Regions from separate parts of the Gossypium hirsutum genome. Here region 2 is linked to region 1. A link is a contact called in public Hi-C data. All regions are on one chromosome and are shown on one strand. Each heading gives the region's core, a stretch centred on a gene start, on an enhancer-like site or on the middle of the called end of the contact. The rest is flanking DNA. Distances are from core to core; before and after follow the strand shown. Region 1 holds the start of LOC107897553 (E3 ubiquitin-protein ligase MIEL1). Region 2 holds the start of LOC107897549.

Evidence for each region. Hi-C and Micro-C count contacts between places; a contact is called where the count stands out from the background.
Region 2: a contact with region 1 is called in a Hi-C map of leaf, with 2.3 times the contacts expected there. The contact joins the promoter of LOC107897549 here to the promoter of LOC107897553 in region 1. A contact is called at or near these places in 4 of 34 Hi-C or Micro-C datasets (callus and leaf).

What each region holds. Positions count from the first base shown.
Region 1 is chrA10:21,834,465-21,840,248 of Gossypium_hirsutum_v2.1, reverse strand. LOC107897553 (E3 ubiquitin-protein ligase MIEL1) reads right to left here and starts at 3,273. Exons shown (of 12, transcript XM_016823040.2): 1 at 2,981-3,273; 2 at 2,800-2,887; 3 at 2,601-2,657; 4 at 2,473-2,505; 5 at 2,300-2,377; 6 at 2,099-2,142; 7 at 1,963-2,003; 8 at 1,435-1,517; 9 at 1,265-1,356; 10 at 1,113-1,182; 11 at 949-990; 12 at 554-858. The coding sequence starts at 3,033. The coding sequence ends at 733.
Region 2 is chrA10:22,101,391-22,108,110 of Gossypium_hirsutum_v2.1, reverse strand. It overlaps LOC107897549, which reads right to left and starts at 5,039. Exons shown (of 4, transcript XM_016823036.2): 1 at 4,820-5,039; 2 at 4,589-4,726; 3 at 4,124-4,372; 4 at 3,111-3,898. The coding sequence starts at 4,891. The coding sequence ends at 3,641. LOC107895769 (divinyl chlorophyllide a 8-vinyl-reductase, chloroplastic) reads left to right here and starts at 5,268. Exons shown (of 1, transcript XM_041078985.1): 1 at 5,268-6,720. The coding sequence starts at 5,490. LOC107897548 reads left to right here. Exons shown (of 9, transcript XM_016823035.2): 1 at 1-79; 2 at 183-265; 3 at 494-666; 4 at 884-977; 5 at 1,094-1,204; 6 at 1,311-1,400; 7 at 1,523-1,608; 8 at 1,737-1,801; 9 at 1,924-2,230. The coding sequence ends at 2,033.

The sequences.
Region 1 (5,784 bases), core at 2,024-4,523:
TGAAGTAATGGGTAACGATTCATATTATATTAAAAAAAATACATCAAATGATGTAATAATACAAAACTTAGAACGAATTAGAAATTATGAAGCCAAAAAAAGACAACACCAGAAACACTAAATATACAGAAAACGACAACTTTCTCTAAATTTAACACTAAATGAAATAAATACCATTCCACTTCTTATTTTCAATGTTTAATTATTTAAAATTAATTTATTGAAAATGAATAAACTTGAAAAGAAAAGGGTTCTTTTTGGGGTTTAATTTCTTGGTTCTTTCATTTTCATGGAAAATAAAAGATTAAGTACTAAAATTCAAATTAAAAAATGCTAAATGCCATATTTTGCAGTCGACTGCATGAATGAACTAAATTGAGCTTTGAGTTCAAATATAACTTCCACTGGATAATAAATGTTCTAAAAGAAATAATGGAAGGATGACATAAAAAAAAATGAGCAGAAAAAGAGGGTTCAGCCAATTATCAATGAAACAATCGACCATTGCATTCTTTTTCTAAAACTCCGAAATGGGAGAAAGAAATTCATAAGATATAAAAATGGCAGTTCCATATGAATCATATACTATTGTGATACAGTAATCAATCCAATGATGAACACAAGTTTAAATGATTGTAACATGTAATCAAGAATTTGTCTTCCGGTTTATGATTAGAGGCCCAAACCTTAGATGCCTCGAGCTCACTTCTTTGTTTCTCACTCGTGATCTTTTCAGTGAGGAAGTATGGGAGGGGCAATTGTGCGTGTGTTATATGATTTACAGTGACTGCATTTCTGCCCTATTATGTGGAAGTAAACTTCTGTAGTGTCATTGCAGTCATTGCATAGGATCCAAACCTGCATTCGTTTGTTAAATCAAGATATACGTGATTCGGATATAAAGCAACAGGTTGTTCGATATGAACAAGAATCATAGTATGCACACACCTTCTTGTGCCGGTAGTCCTCTGGCATTACAGTTGCTTCTATCTGACAACAAACAAGATAATTATGTTGTGAATCAGTGTGGACAAAAACAGAATGAAGCAACTAAATCAAAGACAAGGCTGTTAATTACGAGTTTGATGAGCTTAAAGTCGAAGAATATGTACCTCTTCGTCTATCCTCTTCCAGGTTCTAGACATATCGATTACTGACTTCGAGCATATAGGACAACAATATCTGAGCAAACAACACTGTTTTAAATTCGGAAGAACAACTAGAACAGTTAAGATTATACAAGGAAGAACTCGTTGACACTCACTTGTTTCGCTTTATCATCTCATAGTAACATTCGCAGTGCATCGTGTGACCGCATTTCATCACAGTGGTATCTTTCAACGAATCGAATAGGTACTGGAGATGCAATACGATCCACTATTAGCGGATACAAATATTTACTAAATATAATTGCAGGAAGTAGAAAAGATGAACCTCATAACATATGGGGCAATGATGCCGCATCGAGTTCTCCACGCACAAATGATTATCTCGCAACGCAATGGCATAGCAAGACCCTGCCCAGTGGCATAAGTACGTGTGGTTATTGTGCAAAACAAATAGATGTACCATTGAATAAAAGAGATACTGTAAGCAGGGGATGGAATTCAATGTTTAAACTCCTCAAAACACGATTGACTGATGTTTTCGGTGAGTTCACATCAAAATAGTATAGTTCTAAATTAAAGTAGAAGAATATAAACATGAAAATGAACTCATAAGTATAGTGTACTGAGAACAACGACGAACAAAAACAAGAACGATTATGAAAGTGCATGACAGCAAAATCCAGAATAGTTCGAAACAACCCAATGAAAAATGCAAATTATTGAATACGACTGAATATGAAATAAAAAATCAGCCACAAATACCATTTCAAAGTAAAAAATGGGATTGAATCTAAGAACTTTGAACCAAGCATGATAAGGTAAGAAATGGGATATAAAGGTGTTAAGTACATACCGCACTTTTTGCAATGAAAAAAGTTATCACGACCTCCGACTCTGTATCAAAAATCATTCGATTAAGTCTCATAGCTTGAATTCAAGCAATCAAGACGAAAATAACAGCCATATATACTTAAAACTTGGTAACTAACCTGCAGATCCCACAATCATGGCAATGAAAGTGCTCCTTCTCGGTCTGCGTTAGATGTAACCGAACGGTAAACATTAATGGAAAAAATAAACATTATATAGTAAAACACACAAGGATCAAACGCCCATCCATTCCTTATATCTTAAGCTAATGTTTATCAACTATTTCATTAGTTATATCTTGAAAAAACTTAAGTACTTACATCATCATCAAAGAACATGCAAATTGCACAGAAATATTCTCCCATGTTGACGCCACAATTTGAACAAAGTTGAGCGACCTACACAACATAAAAAACCAACACCCAAAGTGAAAACATAAACCAAAGAAAAGGGTCCTTTTGTGTCTTAAAAGATACAAATCTGAAACACAAACCGGCTGCTCTGTGTCACAAACCGAACAAATAACCTACACAGAAACAAATTGGCACAAATGATTAACTTGAAAAGAGAAAGACAATAAATTGAAAGAAAAGAAAAACACAGCGATTTTCAATTTCGTACTTGTTTAACGCCTTGGCGAACAATCTCGTGCCTGTCCATGGGGTTCTTTAACAAGCTCTGAAGAACCAATAAGTGAATCCAAATACAATGAATACCCAGAACAAGAAATTGCATAAACAGTCAGAAACGTGGGAGCTTTCAGCTTAAAACATAGAAAAAAAAGGGGGGGGAATGCAGAAAAAATGCTGAAAACGAATACCGAAGCCTCATTGTGGCAATGGCGACACCAGAAAACCTCGTTGCAACATGGAGCTCGAATCTTACATCTCCTCCTATAATGTTGGCATCTATAAAAGGAAAAAAACAAACAAACCCAATGAATCATTGATGGAAAAGACCCCCAAAAAAACAAAAAAGGGATAAGAAGAAAGAAGAGATACCCATATCCCATCTTCCCAAAATGAAGGCGTTCATTGGCTGAAGAGGCCTCCATCTCCAGGAGAATTGGAAGACAAATTTTGTTCTTTTCTTCTTGGATTATCCAGAGGAAACCAAGAAAGAAGAGGGGGTTTCCTGAATTGGGAAGATGGGATTTAAATTTTCTTGGATTGTCGTGGATTCTTAAATGAAGAGAAAAGAACCCCAACCCCGCCTTCAAAGGGCCACTCGTTTATATAAAAATATAAAAATATAACAATAGCTATCTTACATTAAAAGGCAATAGTAATTGAATACCCAAAAAAAGAAAAAGGCAATAGTAATTATTGAATAATAGAAATAATGAGATTCTGTTGGGAGAGAGAGACAAAGGATAAGGTGGGGGGAGTGCCTGCCAGTGATGACTAAGAGAGAGGGACCAGTTGCCGCAGTGTCAGCGAATCGTGTTTCAGTCCGTAATTTTTCTTTTTGGGGGCATTTTAACAATCATGTGCAAGTCGCTTTTTGTTTCCATTCAACTTGAAGCTGAATCCAAAAATTGTTCTTCCTTCATATCAATTGATTAAACTTAAAACCTGAATTATGGTTTTCCTTATTGCATTATCCAAAGAAAAACATGAATAACAGGTTGAGTATTTTTCAGAAAAAAATTTAGATTCAAAATGTTAGAGATGATATTGTTGAGAGATATGAATAGTAAAATAGAAATTAAGGATAAAAAAATTTAAACTCTACTAAATTAAAATACATTGATTACATTTTCAATTTAATTTGCAATTTAACTTTTCTTATTTATATAATATTATTACTATCATTAATCTCATATTTTAGTTTAATAAGTTAAAAAAAGGAATCTTTTAGTGATAAATTAATGAAAAAAAAATTGATAAATATAATTTCCTTTTTAAGTGACATAAAAAACTTTTGAGCTTTGGATTAAATTAAAAATTACGTCAGCTCGACTAATGAACTTTTAAATATATTTAAATTTAGGCATAATAAACCCTAACTTAAGCATTAAAGTAAAATTAGTTTAATTCAAATTTTATTTATTTTAACAAATTATTTATGAGCAGTAGAGTTCACGTTGATGGTCACAAAACACAATAATAATTATTATTGCAATTCTTATTATATTCTTGGAAACTAATGATTTAGAATACAATTGTATGTTTAAAAATAACATCTAATCTAGAGTATGTTTATATTCTTTCTCTTATTTATATAGTTTTTTATGTTGATGGTACCTAATCTAAAAATTTTCTCTTGAAATTGTCAAGGGTGTGCTAGTAGAAATTTTTTTCAGGCCTTCCGCGAATATAATTTGGAGCATAGTCCAAATATTGTATGTCTGGTTGAACCTAGAGTAAGCGGTAAAAAAACCAATTTTATTATTGAACAATTGGGCTTCAATTCTTCTCATCGGGTTGAAGCTGTATGGAAGGATTCTTTTAGAATTCGCATTATGTAGTAACCATCCTCAATTTATTTCCCGTAGCGTTGACAATTTTATTTTAAATAAGTCTCTTTTAATCACTTTTGTTTATGGTAGCCCTGACAGGTTGAAACGCAAGCTCCTTTGGGATAGTTTAAAATTTGTATCTCTAGTCTAGCCTATTCCTTGGCTCATCATGGGGGATTTTAACGCTATTTTATCTCCTGCAGATAAGAAAAGCCCTTTTAATATAGGTAAACGCTATGAATTTTTTTGTAATTTCGTTGACTCTTGTGCTTTGCAGGATTTAGGGTTTCGTGGACCCTCCTTCACATGACAATGCGGTGGTACTTTTGTAAGATTGGATCGGGCTTTAGCAAATGATGATTGGATGCTAACTTTTCTGCAGTGCTTGGTTCACTCGTACTAAATCTAAACATCAGCCTCTTTTGCTATCCACTAGTCCGAATCATGGCGTTCCTAAAGGAAGACCTTTCAGATTTTTAGCAGGATGGATGCAGCATAAATCTTTCCCCACATTTGTTAAAGATAAGTGGAATTTTGTTGGTAATATGGTTGATTCTCTTAATAATTTTACTTTTTCTGTTAAACTTTAGAATAGGGATGTGTATGGTTTTTTGGGTGTTTGAAAACATCTCCTTTTGAGATCACTTAGTAATATTCAAAAGGCCATTAACCATTTTTCATCTAGTCAGCTCAGAAAGAATTGGAAGTTCGTGATGAATTGGAAAACATCCTTGACCATGAAGACTTACTTTGGAGACAAAAGGCTCATTGTGACTAGTTGCAGTTAGGAGATAAAAACACAAAATTCTATCATAGTCGCACGATTAAGAGAAGGAAATTCAATCGCATTTCTACCTTACATATAGATGGTGGAGATTGGTGTTCTGATCAAGATATCTTACAATCTAAAGCGGTAGAATTCTTTGAAAGGCTGTATGGCGAGACTCCCCCTATTTTAAGAGGTATGCCTTGTTTTGGTTTTCCTAACCTTACTCTTTCAGAAATCTCTTTTTTGGAAGCTGAAGTCACAGATGAGGAAATCAAAAGGGCACTTTTTGATATGGCGCCTCTAAAAGCGCCTGGTAGTGATGGATATAATGCCCTCTTTTTTCAAAGTTAGTGGGATACTCTTGGTAGAGATGTGTGTCAATGGGTCAAAGAGGTCTTCTCTGGAAGACAAATTGATCAGGAACTGAATAACACGCTGATTGTCTTAATTCCCAAAAAAGAGAATCCTGAAGATTTCAGCCAATTTCGGCCCATTAGCTTGTGCTCTGTGCTTTACAAGTTGGTGATGAAAGTGATCGCTAATAGGTTTAAGGTGATTTTTCCCAAGCTAATCTC
Region 2 (6,720 bases), core at 3,790-6,289, 270 kb before region 1:
TTCAAGAAACCAATCCCAATTTTCCAAAGTTTCAACTTCTCTTCTTCTTCTCTTCAAGTCTCAGCTTCCTCCACCTCTGGTCTATTTGATATTCCCTTTTGCTTTCTTTTTACATATTGCGGTGACTTTTCTTTTATTTAATCTGGGATTTTCGTTTTTCTTTTTTTGTTTGAATGTGGCAGGGAAAGCAATGGTGGGAGAGAATGATCTGCTAATAGTGGGACCAGGTGTTCTTGGTCGCTTGGTGGCTGAAAAATGGAGGGAGGTAAAACCAAACCAACTGTTTGATTGCCTAAACATCATCATTCATTTTAGTTTCAGAGGTTGAAATTTGAAGGGTTTTCTTGAATAATGATAACAATTAGCTAATTGATAGGGTTTAGCTCTTTTTTACAATGTCTATTTCTAGCAATGGTGCCAAGTGAACTAAAACTCAATCGGTAGGGTCTAGCCATTTAGTCATATGTGTGAATTACATGATTTGTGGAAGCAGGAACATCCAGGATGTCAAATTTACGGGCAGACTGTGACGACGGACCACCACAATGAATTAATCTTGCTGGGGATTAATCCATTTTTTAAGGAGACTAAAACAGATCAGAAGTTCCCCTATGTGATTTTTTGTGCTCCTCCTTCAAAAACCCCAGATTATGCTGGTGATATTAGGTAACTTTTTAAAGATTTTCATGGTGAATTGTCACTCACTAGTCACTAGCCATGTTGGTGTTGTATGGTAGTAGTCATATAGGAGCTAGGAGGAACTTCGGCAAAACTTACTTTGATCTGGAATTTTACCTTTTTTTTGTTTGTGGCAAAATCTTGATTGGTTATTTAGTCTCTACGAACTGAGTTGGTGTTATCGATTTGGCTTTGAGTCTATCAGATTGGCTGCTTTAAGCTGGAATGGTGAAGGTTCGTTTGTATTCACATCGAGCTCTGCACCGTATGATTGCAATGACAATGGACCTTGTGATGAGGTATTTGCATCTAACATAAAACATTGTTTGCTTATAACACTTTATTATTGTTCTTCCAAATTTTCATGATATTGGGATGCATTAATATCCATTACCACCATCTGTTTTCTTGTCAGGACACACCAACTGTGCCGATTGGGAGAAGCCCTAGAACAGATACCCTTCTCAAGGCTGAAAAAGTGGTGCTGGAATTTGACGGTTGTGTCGTTAGGTTGGCTGGACTATATATATCCTTTTTCTTGGACTTAAATTACCAAAGAGAGGTGTTTATATGTTTCATAGACTTGTGGATGTCACCGATATTGCTTTCATGATAACCTTAACATTTTATACAAAATGGATAGAGGTGCACATTTCTATTGGTTGCATAAGGGGACCGTTGATGCTCGTCCTGATCACATCTTGAATCTTATACACTATGAGGTGAAAATTCATTTACATCTCTATTTGTTTTTCGTTTGTAGAGACAATTTCTCTTTCGAGATTTGCAGAATTCATTTTGGTAATTGGAATGTTGATTTCGATTTGTATACTTGGTGTCACAGGATGCAGCTTCCCTCTCAGTCACTATTCTGAAGAAGAAACTTCGGGGTCGGATTTTCTTGGGTTGTGACAATCATCCTTTGTCTAGGTTGTCTTCTTTTACAATAGCACATATGACAACTTGTGTCAATATATTTCTTGCAATGCTATTTATGATCGAAATTGTTTATTTTGCCGACTTCTCAAGTTGGTAACACTCTGTTACTTTTTCTGCAGGCAAGAAGTAATGGATTTGGTTGATAAAAGTGGGAAATTTGACAAAAAGTTCCAAGGCTTTACAGGTGGTTTCTTATTTACATTTCTTAACCTTAGAATATATTTTGATATGGGTATGGGGTTATGGTTCTCCTAGTTCTTTGATATGTAAAACTTGCATCATCTGATATATGTTGTATACTTGCAGGCACCAGTGATCCTTTGGGCAAGAAGTTGAACAACTCGAATACTCGTAAGGAATTAGGATGGGAGCCAAAATATCCTAGCTTTGCCCACTTTCTTGGAGTTTCGGAATAACTCATACCTTCATCTTCGTTGCCGGGATTTATCATGGAAGGAACTCGATTTAGTTTGCTAGGGAATCTTTTGCCTGCATGCTGTTGTGCCTCTTTTCTTTTTTCACTTCTCCAATGGGTTCTGGCAAATACTTGTTCATATACAGTGTCTGAACACTCACACCAGTTTTATTAATAAAAAAATTATACATTGGAACACTTTCAGTCGAGTTGTTCTTCCATTTTAACCACTCGCGTAATCCACATCGCCAGGACATACTTGAGTTATGTTGGTGTTGGAATTATATTTTTCAAGTCCTATGAAAGAGTAGAACAACAAATTAGTGTGTTTTTAGATTTTGTAAACCATTAATGACAATCTTGTGAAGCAAAATAGTATTTAGACCCCCAAAGAGCAACGAATAAATTAAGGAGACAAATTTAAAATATTAAAGATGAGTTGGGGCTACGTTCCAAGAAACCGACTTCAATAATAAACTATTCCATGTAAAGTTGACTTTGCAGATCCCAAGATTCTTCTATATCTTTTATATGTTTCATCTCAATCATAATGTTAAACTCACAAACAAACAAGATTTGAGCTTTAACCAGCGAAGTTCACTTCCAATGGGGAAATTTTGTTGCATGGAATCTGATGATGGTGGTGGCTTAGATTTCACTGGTCTTCTCATTGTTTTAGTCATAGCCGTAGCTCTCATGGCAGTCTGCCTGCAGCAACCGCGACCTACCGGTTATACTGTCTACCGTTACCATTGAAAAGCTTCGGTTCGAGCTCCATTGTCTCTTTTGACTGTGCCCCATTGCAGGTAAGGTCTTCGAGGCAGCATTTGTATGAACTTGAAGCTCTTTTTGCCTATTGTATTTCATAAAAACATGCTGTTGGGTTGATTTTTTTTGTATTTTCTTCAGATTTTAGGTGTTGTTTTTTAACAATCTGAATTGTTGTTTGAAATCTGATAAATTGTTGTTTCATGTTCTTGTCTCTATCAATCAAACACGAGTCCGAGTAACCTAAGCTTATAATATTGAATTCCAAGAGTGTGAAGGCTAGTAAAAGATCAAATAATTGCAAATAAAATTGATAAAAGAAAGTTATATATTAGTCTGCAATAGATCTATATAAATATTAACTTACATAAACATTGTACATCTGCAGATCATTTATTCATAGTTTTCCCTGTAAAAATACCATGAAGTTCCTATACCAAGTGTCAGATTACATTTTGATCCCTCTACACAAAAAATAAATAAATTAGTCCTTGTACACTATATCAAATAGCAAATTGGTCATTTTTATTAAAATTTTCATTCATTTCTACTGTTAAAAATTGGTATCACTAAAAAATAATCAAAGGGTGACATGCCACTTGTTCCTTATACAGTCGTACAAAGACCAATTTTTAACGATAAAATCGATTGAATTTTTAACAGAATCATCAATTTACTTTTTAATCTAACATACAGTGATTAATTTATCCATTTTTTGAGTAAAAGGGACAAACTATAATCTGAAAGGGACAAACTATAATCTGACTCTTAATACAAAGACCTCTATGATTCTTTTACCTTATTCTCCCCATTGTTTAAACTGGTGCTTGCGAGCTTTGATTAGGCCCAGGGATTGCTTCTGGAACTAACAATGGATATCTGAACTTGTAAAACCTCATGAATGGCTCCTCGTTGAAGCACCCCCAGCCCGTCTAAATCGTCTTTTGACGATGCAAGATCTTCTAGAGAGAGACATCGAAAATGGAATTCATCCCGCATACGGAATCCATAGAACCATCTGCCGAGCTTCCACCATTTGATACAAATTTGGCGGTTTTTAATGTTGCTACTCTTGAGCGCTTCCATGACATCCGAAGCCTGCTTGGTATCATTCATAATTTTTTTAGTTCTAACATGTGTAGCATTAACATATCTAGAAATACAGATTCAAAATCTATAGAGAAACCATTATCTAAAAGCAGCCACGCTGGTTTAGCTTTCAGCTGCGCTTGTGACCATCTAAGAACACTAATTCCACGATGTAAACAAAACAAGCATACAAGAAAAAAATGCATGAAAAATACATAAAGCATGAAAAGTTACCGGCACTTTAAGGATGTTAAGGCAGTAATGAAGTCCAACCAGGTTAAGCAAAACATTCAGCTTTGGTTTGAGCAGCAACATTTGAACATCTTTAAACCCGAACCCCATCAATTTCTGGCATTCAATCGCTTTCAGATAGTCGTTGACCTGGATTGATTCGGATTGCAAACAATTTTCTACAAATTTAATAACCGAATCAGCTTGATCCTTCATCTCCTTGTGCTGCTTTATGTAAAATCCCCTCCAACCCTAGCATCATTTTTAATTTTTTTTTCTCAACAATTTTCATATCAATACAAACAATTGAATTTGCCTAACATATTTAATTACATTTATTTACTTCAACACTAACAGTTTCAACTTGAATGATAAACCGCAAAAGAACTCGAAACACCCATTGCAATTAAGCCAAAACCAACAATTCCAAAGCTAAATTACCATAAATAAAACTTAAAAAAAAAACACCTTGAAGTCGGGGACTTTCAAGACATCTTCATATAAAAGAGGCCATCTTTGTTTAAATAAGGGTTCCCATAAACAATCGGAGCCCCATAAATCCCTCCACACCCGAGAACAACAACTCAAGCAGGAAAGATCAGTCACCTAAAAACCAGACGACCCGGAAACCATGTTTAGATTCCACCGATACCCAGAAAGAAGAAAAGAAAGGATGGAAATGAAGAGGAAGCAAATTACCTCAAGGGAAGAAGCAATTTTGAGAGCTACATCGTTTGGGATTGAACTGTATGTATAATCAGATTCATTCATGGTTTTTTTGTTATCGGCTAAAACTGAAAAATAAAAATTAATGATTGATAAAATAATTTTATTTTTGGTATGGGAATTTGTTTTCTTCTTCAAGTGAATATTGAAGTTAAGAATCAGATAGTTATACCTATTATTGACTCCTATAATAACAATATGAATGAAACAGCGTCGTTTCAGCTTTCAACTACAAGATTTGTCCCTGGGCTCAAATGGTCTTTTTGGGCCTAATATTTATAACACTACATATACATATATAAAAAGGCCTTTTCATTTCTTGGCCACAGACAGCCCATTGGGCCCAGGGACTAAGAAAGAAAGTTTGAAAAGTTAGGGGGATGAAATTAATATTTATCACTATCTATGGAGAAAACGAGCAATTCTATATAATTCTTTTATCAGCTGGGGCTATCATCAATGTTATCCACCACCAATCTTCATTAGATTTTTCTTTTAGCTGGAGGAACTTTACTGGCCATGGAAACCTCCAATCTTGTTCATCATTCACCTCAAATGTTCCCACATTTTCTTTCCCTTTCTGTCTTTAATTTTGAGTGACAAAGACCAGTTTCCCCAGATTTCTCTTCTTAGGTAAAAGAAAATGTCACTTTGTTTATCTTTCAATGCCTTCACTGTTCACTCACCAAAGTCCCGAACTCACAAAACACGTTTCAGTTCTCAGTTCATCAATCAAATCCAGGTAAAACCAGCTAGTTTTACTTCAAAATCAATACCCTTTAATGTAGAAAGGTTTAAACTTGTTAAAGCTTTAGCAACAAAGCCTGTTGAAACAGCTGTATCAGCTTCATTTAGAAACAAGAACCCAAAAGACATCAATGTTTTGGTGGTGGGTTCTACCGGTTATATGGGGAAATTTGTGGTGAAAGAGTTGGTCAATAGAGGGTTTAATGTTATAGCCATTGCTAGGGAAAGAAGTGGGATTAGAGGCAAAAACAGCAAGGAAGATACTTTGAGTGATTTAAATGGAGCTAATGTATGTTTCTCTGATGTCACCAATTTCGACATTTTGGAGAATTCTGTGAAAAATTTAGGGTTTCCCATTGATGTTGTTGTCTCTTGTCTTGCTAGCCGTACTGGTGGTGTTAAGGATTCATGGAAAATTGATTACGAAGCTACAAAGAACAGCCTTGTCGCTGGTAAGAAATTTGGGGCTTCACATTTTGTGTTGCTATCTGCCATTTGTGTCCAAAAACCCCTCCTCGAATTCCAGCGAGCTAAGCTGAAATTTGAGGCCGAATTGATGAAAGAAGCCGAAGGAGATGACGGGTTTACTTACAGTATTGTTAGGCCAACTGCATTCTTTAAGAGTTTAGGGGGTCAAGTTGACTTAGTGAAAGATGGAAAGCCTTATGTGATGTTTGGTGATGGCAAATTATGTGCTTGTAAGCCAATTAGTGAACAAGATTTGGCTTCCTTCATTTCAGATTGTGTTTTGAAAGAGGATAAGATTAATCAGATTTTGCCGATAGGCGGTCCGGGGAAGGCATTGACACCACTGGAGCAAGGGGAGATGTTGTTTAAGCTTGTAGGGAAGGAACCAAAGTTCTTGAAAGTGCCTATTGGGATCATGGACTTTGCCATTGGGATTCTCGACTTCCTTGTTAAGATCTTCCCTTCAATGGAAGATGCCGCCGAGTTCGGTAAAATCGGGAGATATTACGCTGCCGAAAGTATGTTGATTTTGGATCCCGAAACCGGAGAATACAGTGCCGAGAAAACACCAAGCTATGGAACCAATACGTTGGAAGAGTTCTTCGCGAGAGTGCTGAGGGAAGGGATGGCTGGTCAGGAATTAGGTGAACAATCCATCT